Regions from separate parts of the Pan troglodytes genome. Here region 2 is linked to region 1. A link is a contact called in public HiChIP or PLAC-seq data. All regions are on one chromosome and are shown on one strand. Each heading gives the region's core, a stretch centred on a gene start, on an enhancer-like site or on the middle of the called end of the contact. The rest is flanking DNA. Distances are from core to core; before and after follow the strand shown.

Region 1 (4,000 bases), core at 406-2,905:
CTGGGATTCCGAGTCAGAAAAACGCTGCTTGAGACTTGGCTCCACCATTTACTATATCTTGGACAAAACTGCTTAACACACACAGCCTCTCCTCAATCCTGGACAGGAGGAAAATAGCGACCCTTCATTGCCCTCCTAACTGCCAGACGCTGACAAACGCCTTAAATGCTCTTGTTCAGATCGTTTTTCAAAAGGTAGCTATTAACGTTCTGTGACACGGGGAAGGGAGGCAATAGTGCCCATACTGGTAATGCATGAGGAACTTTGTCTTCTTTTTTTTGTTTGTTTGAGACAGAGTCTCACTCTGTCTCCCAGGCCGGAGTGCAAGATCTCGGCTCACCGCAACCCCTGCCTCCTGGGTTCAAGCGATTCTCCTTCTGCAGCCTCCCAAGTAGCTGGGATCAAAAGTGCGTGCCACCACGCCGGGCTAACTTTTTGTATTTAGTAAAGACAGGGTTTCACCATGTTGGTCAGGCTGGTCTCGAACTTCTGACCTCAGGTGATCCACCCGCCTCAGCCTCCCAAAGTGCTGGGATTACAGGCGTGAGGCACTACGCCGGGCCGGAACTGTGTCTTCTTACACACGGGGAGTGAGACCCTGGAGGATCTGGGGTTTCCAGCCACCAGTGAGATTCACTAACCTTTAGGAAAGATGGGGATTTAAAAACCAGAGACAACCTGGACGAACTACTTGGCGCTGTGTACGGTAAATGTGATTTTTCACAGGCTGTGGTTCTGGGGAGCCGTGTGGGCTCTTGTTGAGCTGGGGGAGATACTTCGAATACTGATATCGCCCCAAAGCTGCAACTCTCCGGCCCCGCCACGGCTCCTTATGTACAAAGAGAGGGAATCAGTCGCCGGTGACCTCGACGGCCCTCGGATCAGGGATGCCCCGAGTCCGAGCGGGCAGGGTGCTCAGCAGGGCCAGGTGATGGGAATCATGGGGCCATCGAGCACGGACCCTGGCTCCCCCGGTGGCCTCTGTGCGCTCTGGGGTCAGGCGGGGACTGGAGGAGCGTCCGCGCCGGGAGGGAGCGCACCGCGCCACGTGCCCGCCCGGCGCCCCGCCCCCACCCCGGCCACGCCCCTCGCGCTTCCCTCAAAGCCCCGCCCCTCAGCCCCGCCACTCTCGTCCGCCCCGCCCCTCGCAGCCTCAAGCTCAGCGCTCCCGGAGGCGCGGACGGTGGGGCCCCGCGCCTTTTGTGTCGGGCTTTGACCGCTGCGCGCGCGCATTCACCTCAGCGGCCGCGGGCGGAGGGGCGCACGCGCGCGCAGTCCCCTCGGAGGGCGGTGGGGCGAACAGCAACGCGCGTACCCTAGCTCTTGGCTGCTGTGCTGAGACTAGCCCGCGCGCCCGCGCGCCTCTCCCTCGAGGACTCGGAGCCGCCCGCGCACTCGCCAGGGGCCGCCGCCCCGAGTCTCAGGCGGACGCGCACGCGTTCCCGCCGCCCGGACCCCAGCCGGCTCGCCCCCCGCCCCCCCATCCCCCGGCGGCGGCCCCCAGCCACGCGCCCGCGCACACGCCGGCCCGGGCACGCGCCCGCCAAGATGGCAGGGGCCGGGGCCCAGCTGTCAGTCGCCGCCGCCGCGGCCCTTCCCCGCAGCTAGCGGCCCCGACGCCCACCCGGAGAAGATGAGCCCCCGCTGCCCCCCGCAGCCCAGTCAGACGCGGAGCCGCCGCGCCCGGGGCCGGCTCCCCCGCTAGCGCCCGCGTCCCGCGCCCCGCCGCCGCCGCCGCCGCCGGGTGGCCCCTGGCCCGGCGCGCCCGTCCCCAGCAGCGACAATGAGGTGAGTCGGGGCCGGCGCCTCGTGGGAGGTGGCAGCGGCCAGCGTCGGAGGGGCTGGGCTGGGGGCCCGCGGTGCCCCCGAGGGCGGGAGGGGGGCTCCACGGGCGCGGGGGCGTCCAGAGAACCGCGGGGGCTCTGCAGAGATTCGGGGGCATTCAGAGCGCGGGAATGGCTTCGCGAGAGTCGTGGGGGCGTCTGGAGAGCCGGGAGGGTCTGCAGGGCTTGTGGGGGGCAGTGTTCTGCAAGGGGCAGGCGGCGCTGGCTTTGGCTGCTTGTGGGGTCCTCTTAGGCTCCGGGGGGCCTGCGGCGGCCTGGGAGGCAGACCCCCGCGGGCAGGTGTGGCCGTGTCCCGACCGCGCGAGGACCGAAGTTGGCGGAAGCCCCTGTGCGGTGCCTTCCAGCCCGGAGGAGGCTGGCCTGAAGCCCCCAGGCCTTGCCGAAGCCTCCCCCTGCCAGCGCCCAGAGCCGCGTTTGGGCTTTTACAGGTGTAGTTTCCCCTCGACTTGGAGCCGGTCAACCCCTTCGTCTCCTAATTCTCAACCCCCCTTTTTTTTCTTCTTGCACGCCAGTAAAGTGCAAGGCCCCCAAATGTACCGCTCGTTGATGTATCACCCAGCTCGGGAGCCTGCTGATTATCAGGCCAAGAAATAAAACCTTGCTTCTCCCAGAAGCCCGGTGCCCTCTCCCAGTCGCTAAACCCTCCCTTTCTCTCCAGATCCTGTCGTGACTTTTTTGGGGTAATCACTTTTTTTTCCATTTGTAATTTTGCTTTCTGAACACGTATCTCGTAAAAACTGTAGTTTGTAACTATAGTTTCGTTTTGCCTGTTTTGTATTATTTATGACAATGAAATAATACAGTATTCTTTTGTGTCTGGTGTTTTTCAAGATGTTTTCGAGATCCATTCCGTTGTAATCGTTATTTGTTCATTTTTATTGGTCTATAGTATTCTGTTGTAAGAATATACCACAGTGTACGCATTCTACTGTTACTAGACATTTTAGTTGTTTCTAGCTTTGTTGGCTATTAATAATGCTGTTATGGATATTGTTGTGTATCTCCTGGTGCATTCATTTCGATTGGGTAGATATCTAGTAGAATTTTTAGGTCAAAAGATAAGCATATCTTTAGCATTAGCAGTAAACACCAAGTTGCCAAAGTGGTTCTACGAGCTGACATTCTTACCAAAAAATGTGTGAGAGTTCTTGTTGCTTCACCTCCTTGTCAACACTTGGTATTGTCAGTCTTAAATTTTAACCATTCTGGTGATTATGAAATGATATCCCATTGTGGTTTTAATCTGCAGTTTCCTGTTGACTGATGAGGCTGAACATCTTTTTATTTTTATTTGGTATAGTTTTCTGGAGTGCCTGTTCAGATATCTTGCCCACATTTCTCTTGGGTTTTTGTTTGTTTGTTTTGAGACGGAGTCTCGCTCTGTTGCCCAGGCTAGAGTGCAGTGGTGCGATCTCGGCTCACTGCAACCTCTGCCTCCTGGGTTCAAGCGATTTTGCTGTCTCAGCTTCCCGAGTAGCTGGGATTACAGGTACGTACCACCACACCTGGCTGATTTTTGTATTTTTAGTAGAGACGGGGTTTCACCATGTTGGCCAGGCGGGTCTCGAACTCCTGACCTCAGGTGATCAACCCGCCTTGGCCTCCCAAACTGCTGGGATTATAGGCATGAGCCACCGAAAATAGTTTCCTGTAAAATATTAGAAAGCTTACATGTGTTTTCCCTTTTACATTAAGATATATGGTTCACCAGAAATTCATTTTTGTGTGACATAATGTGAAAAAGGGGTTAAATTTTATTTTTACTTAACACCATTTTTTTCAGCACCATTTATTAAAAAGATAATCTTTTCCCCATAAGTCTGTTGTACCACCTTTGTCATCTTCCAGTCTTCGCTTTGGAGTTATTTTCTTTCTGCCTGAAGAATACTCTTCAGTATTCTTTAGTGCAGGTCTGGCAACAAATTCTTAGTGTTTGTCGAAAAACATCATTATTTATTCTTCATTGTTTTCTTTTTTGTAAGTTTTATTGAGATATAATTCACACAGTAAAATGTACCCATTTAAAGCCTATGGTTTAGTGGTTTTTAGAATATTCAGTTATACAACCATTACCACATCTAATTTTAGAACTTTTTTCCATTTGTGAAGTGTCTTTTTATTAGTTATAGAACTCTTGGTTTGCCATTGATTTCTTT
Region 2 (4,000 bases), core at 706-3,205, 220 kb after region 1:
TTTTTTTCTTTGAGATGGAGTCTCGCTCTGTCGCCCAGGCTGAAGTGCAGCGGCACGATCTTGGCTCACTGCAACCTGCGCCTCCCAGGTTCAAGCGATTCTTCCGCCTCAGCCTCCAGAGTAGCGGGGACTACAGGCGTGCACCACCACGCCCGGCTAATTTTTTGTATTTTTAGTAGAGACGGGGTTTCACCCTGTTAGCCAGGATGGTCTCAATCTCCTGACCTTGCGATCCACCCGCCTCAGCCTCTCAAAGTGCTGGGATTACAGGCGTGAGCCCCCGCGATCGGGCTGTCTTTTTTGTTTTGTTTTGTTTTGTTTTTTGAGACGGAGTTTCGTTCTGTTGCCCAGGCTGGAGTGCGGTGGCGCGACCTCGGCTTACCAAAACCTCTGCCTCCTGGATTTATATTTTATTCCTTTTTTTTTCTTGACTAGCTAAAGGAATAAAATATAAAATACTACACTCAATAAAATGATAACAGGCCGGGCGCGGTGGCTCATGCCTCTAATCCCAGCACTTTGGGAGGCTGAAGTGGACGGGTCACCTGAGGTCAGGAGTTTGAGACCAGCCTGGCCAACATGGTGAAACCCCGTGTGTACTAAAAATACAAAAAAATTAGCTGGACGTGGTGGCAGGTGCCTGTAATGCCAGCTACTCGGAAGGCTGAGGCAGGAGAATCGCTTGAACCCGGAAGGCGGAGCTTGCAGTGAGCCAAGACTGCGCCACTGCACTAGAGCCTGGGCAACATAGTGAGACTCTGTCTCAAAGAAAAAAAAAGAATTATAACCGGGGACAGACTTTTCTTCCCTTTTAGAGCTGACCTTCTCTGGGAGAGGCTATCACCAAGATAAATCGGTAAGGCTTAATTCCATGTCCAGTGTTTTTGGCAAAACCCTTGTTCCCGAGGGGGTGAGTGGCCTTCCCAGCAGGCTCTGCTGAATTCTGGAAGAGCCTGTTTCCAGAAACTTTGTTTTGTACATGTCTTGGCAAATGATCACCACCCCCCTCCCCCCACCACCCACCCACTTCCGAAGTGGTCTAGGGCTTAAGTCCAGATGGGGATGGGCTCAGGGCGGGGTGGGAGAAGTCAGGGGGAAAAAAAAAAAAAGATAAAGAAATAAATTTCTTCTGCCAGATACCTTAATTAATCAAGGTCGGCCTTCCATCAAGGTCGGCTTCTCGGCTCCCCAGCCCCCGCGCCTCACGGGGACCTCAGGCCTCGGCAGGGGCCTCTCCCTTTGCATCTCCTCCTAGTCAGCTGTGGGTGGTGATGGCCCGTGCCAAGTTCACGGTCTCAGCCTGACGAAAGGCGGCCTTTACCAGCCTCAGGACCCCCAACGAACCTGGGGCCATGGCTGGGGAGGGGGCTCTGCCCAGGCTCTGCGTTCTGGGACAGGGGTCCCCAGATGACCATGCGTCAAGGCCCAGGGACCTGTTTGTGGGCCCGAGAGCACGGGGGTCAGGGGTGGGGCTCGAGTCTCGTCCCAGGGCTCCGGGACAAGCTTCCTGGAGGAGGCAGCGTGAGCTCTGGGAGGTAGAGGTCAAGACCTCAAAAAATGGGGGGACACGGGCGGAGGGGGCATTTTGTTACTCCTACGTCCCTGCAGAAGCCCAGACCCTCAGAGACTAGGAACTGAGGCCTGGCAGAGTGGGGTGGGCCAGCAATCAGGCGCCAGGCCACACGAGGAGAGCCCACTGCCCCGGGGATGTCAGACGCGGGGCGGCCTCGGCGACCGCACACGCCATAGAAAGGTCACCGAACTTGGCCGCCCGGCCGTCCCGGAAATCGCTACTGCCCGGCAGCCCTGGGGCCTCCACAACCGCGTCCCGGCGGCTCAAGTTGCCCTTTGTCGCCCCCTGCCGACCAGTATCCCTGCGGCTCCCGCGCGGGACAATCAGGCGGGCCGGGCTCGGAAATAGTGGGCATGGGTCCCTGAGGCGCGGGGATTGGCCGCTCTGTGTCATGTGTCCTCGGCTCGGGCCAACCAGCGAGGGAGGCAAAGTCCCATCCCGCGCGTCCCGTAGCCCTTCAGCGAGCTGTGGGCGGGGCGTCAGGCCTGACACCTCGGCCAGAGGGCGGGGCCGGAGACCTGAGCGGCGCCGCTTCCGCTCTTTCGCCCAGGTGCCCTGGAGCCGCTGCTCTCGCCTCCCTTCTCCACCTAGCGGCGGTGTTTTACACCCCGGAGTGGCTTTTTGGGGATAAAGGCACAAATCTTTGCCAGACCTCCCGCCAGGCCCCCTGGCCTGCCACGTGCTCCTTGCCGGCCTAGACTCACCCAGGCTGTGCCCTCTGCTCAGAACGACCTTTCCCCCCTTCCCCTCCCCCTCGCTTGCTCCGACGGTTCTTTGCAATCCCGGCTGGGGTTGGGTTAAGGGCCTTCTGGGGCTTCTTCATACCCTGTGCATCTTCCTCCTACTGGCACCGACCACCCCACACTGGGCTGCCATCTGCTTGCCTACACCCACTGACTTTTCATCTCTGTATCTCCCCAGTAAGCAGAGAGTGGCTCACAAAAGGCACGTTAATACCTGTGTGTTGATATAAACCAAGGAGCGGGACGATGGCTAGGAAGTAACATCCCTGGGCATCATCTGAGTACCAGGCCCCCTGCCAGGTACTTTAGAGGCTACTTGATGTTCAGGCCCATGGCAGCCCTGGGAGGGAGGCACAAAGGCTCTTTTGTTCCTGGGGAGTCAGTGGAGGCCCCTAGAGGCTGAATGACTGTCTGGGTCCCCCAGCTGGACTGTTTGGGGACAGGCCTGGGGAGCTGAGGGCACCCTCATACCAGGCAGCCTTGCGCCTGAAGCTCTGCTGGTGAAAACTGATGGGCAGGCCCCTGGAAGGGAGAGTCAGGGCCTGCGGGGGCGGGGGTGGGGGTGGGAAGGCAAGCGGAGGGGAAAGGTGAGCATAGACAGGCATTTGTGATGGCCACAGGCCTTCACTACTACCCTGACATCAGGGCCAATGGCAACCTGCAAGGCCCTTCAAAGCCCTGCTTCCACCTCTGCCCATCTCTGGCTGCAACCTCCTGGTTCCCCCACCCTGTGCTCTATTCTCCAGCTACACTGCCCCATGTCAGCTCCCAGGCCATGCATCTGGGCCTTTCACATGCTGCTCTCTCCAGGGTCCATCCAGCCCCACCTCCACCACATTGCCAAGACCAGGCCTTACTTTCCAGACTCCATGTACTTCTCAGCACTGGCCCCACCATTTGTGCTGAGGATCTTCAGCTACTGAGACCTGAATTCAACCCCAGGCCCTGGGTTTGAATTCTGACACATTTGTGGCTGACCTTGGAGAACAGCTCATCCATGGGCTCGCAAAACAATGCCGCTGACTTAGACAACACTCTACTGATTTGCTGGCACTGGGCTGGGGCTTTGGTGGACACTGAATCCCCACAAACCAGCCTGCAAGGTCAGACATGTGAAAAGTCCTTTCTGTTTCATCAAGGCTCATCAGGTGAACGTCTCCAACAGGCTCTCACTTCAGCAACATCTCATAGCAGAAGGTGATCTGTCTTCAAGGTTGGAGGCTGGTCCCGTAGACCCCAACTCCAGCATGAGGCCAAGGGCTGGCCAAGGCTGCAGGGTTGTGGCTATCCCAAATATGAACTCAGACACACTTAGTTCTGAATCCTGTGTTACCTTGGGCAAATTACTTCACCTCTTTGATCCTTCATTTTCTTCCTTTTTTCTTTTTTGCTTTAGCTTTTCTTTTCAATAAAATTAATAACAGGTACATATTTTTAACAGACAAATAGAACTACAAGGCTTACAATGAAAAAAGGCAGTCCCTTGACTTGCTTTGCCCATCCTGGGTCCTCCCCAAAGAGGCAGCCACTTTGTACTCCTCTAGATGTTTCTTCAGGTTCTCACCTCCATACATGGAAGTGACAGGTTTACACAGTACTAATGGTTACTGATTTTTTCACATTGAGGTATTATCTAATCACTGCCTACCACTGAGAGGTGAGGGCTTAAATAAACCTTCACATA

The links. HiChIP or PLAC-seq counts read pairs in DNA pulled down with a chosen protein or histone mark.
Region 2: a contact with region 1 is called in an H3K4me3 HiChIP or PLAC-seq map of stem cell-derived excitatory neurons, with 2.9 times the contacts expected there. The contact joins the promoter of DEGS2 here to the promoter of EVL in region 1. A contact is called at or near these places in 1 of 7 Hi-C or Micro-C datasets (stem cell-derived neural progenitor cells) and 1 of 1 datasets of contacts at active chromatin or transcription factors (stem cell-derived excitatory neurons).

What each region holds. Positions count from the first base shown.
Region 1 is chr15:97,972,261-97,976,260 of NHGRI_mPanTro3-v2.0_pri, forward strand. It overlaps EVL (Enah/Vasp-like), which reads left to right and starts at 1,656. Exons shown (of 13, transcript XM_063793869.1): 1 at 1,656-1,788. The coding sequence starts at 1,784.
Region 2 is chr15:98,192,183-98,196,182 of NHGRI_mPanTro3-v2.0_pri, forward strand. It overlaps DEGS2 (delta 4-desaturase, sphingolipid 2), which reads right to left and starts at 1,956. Exons shown (of 6, transcript XM_063793871.1): 1 at 1,141-1,956.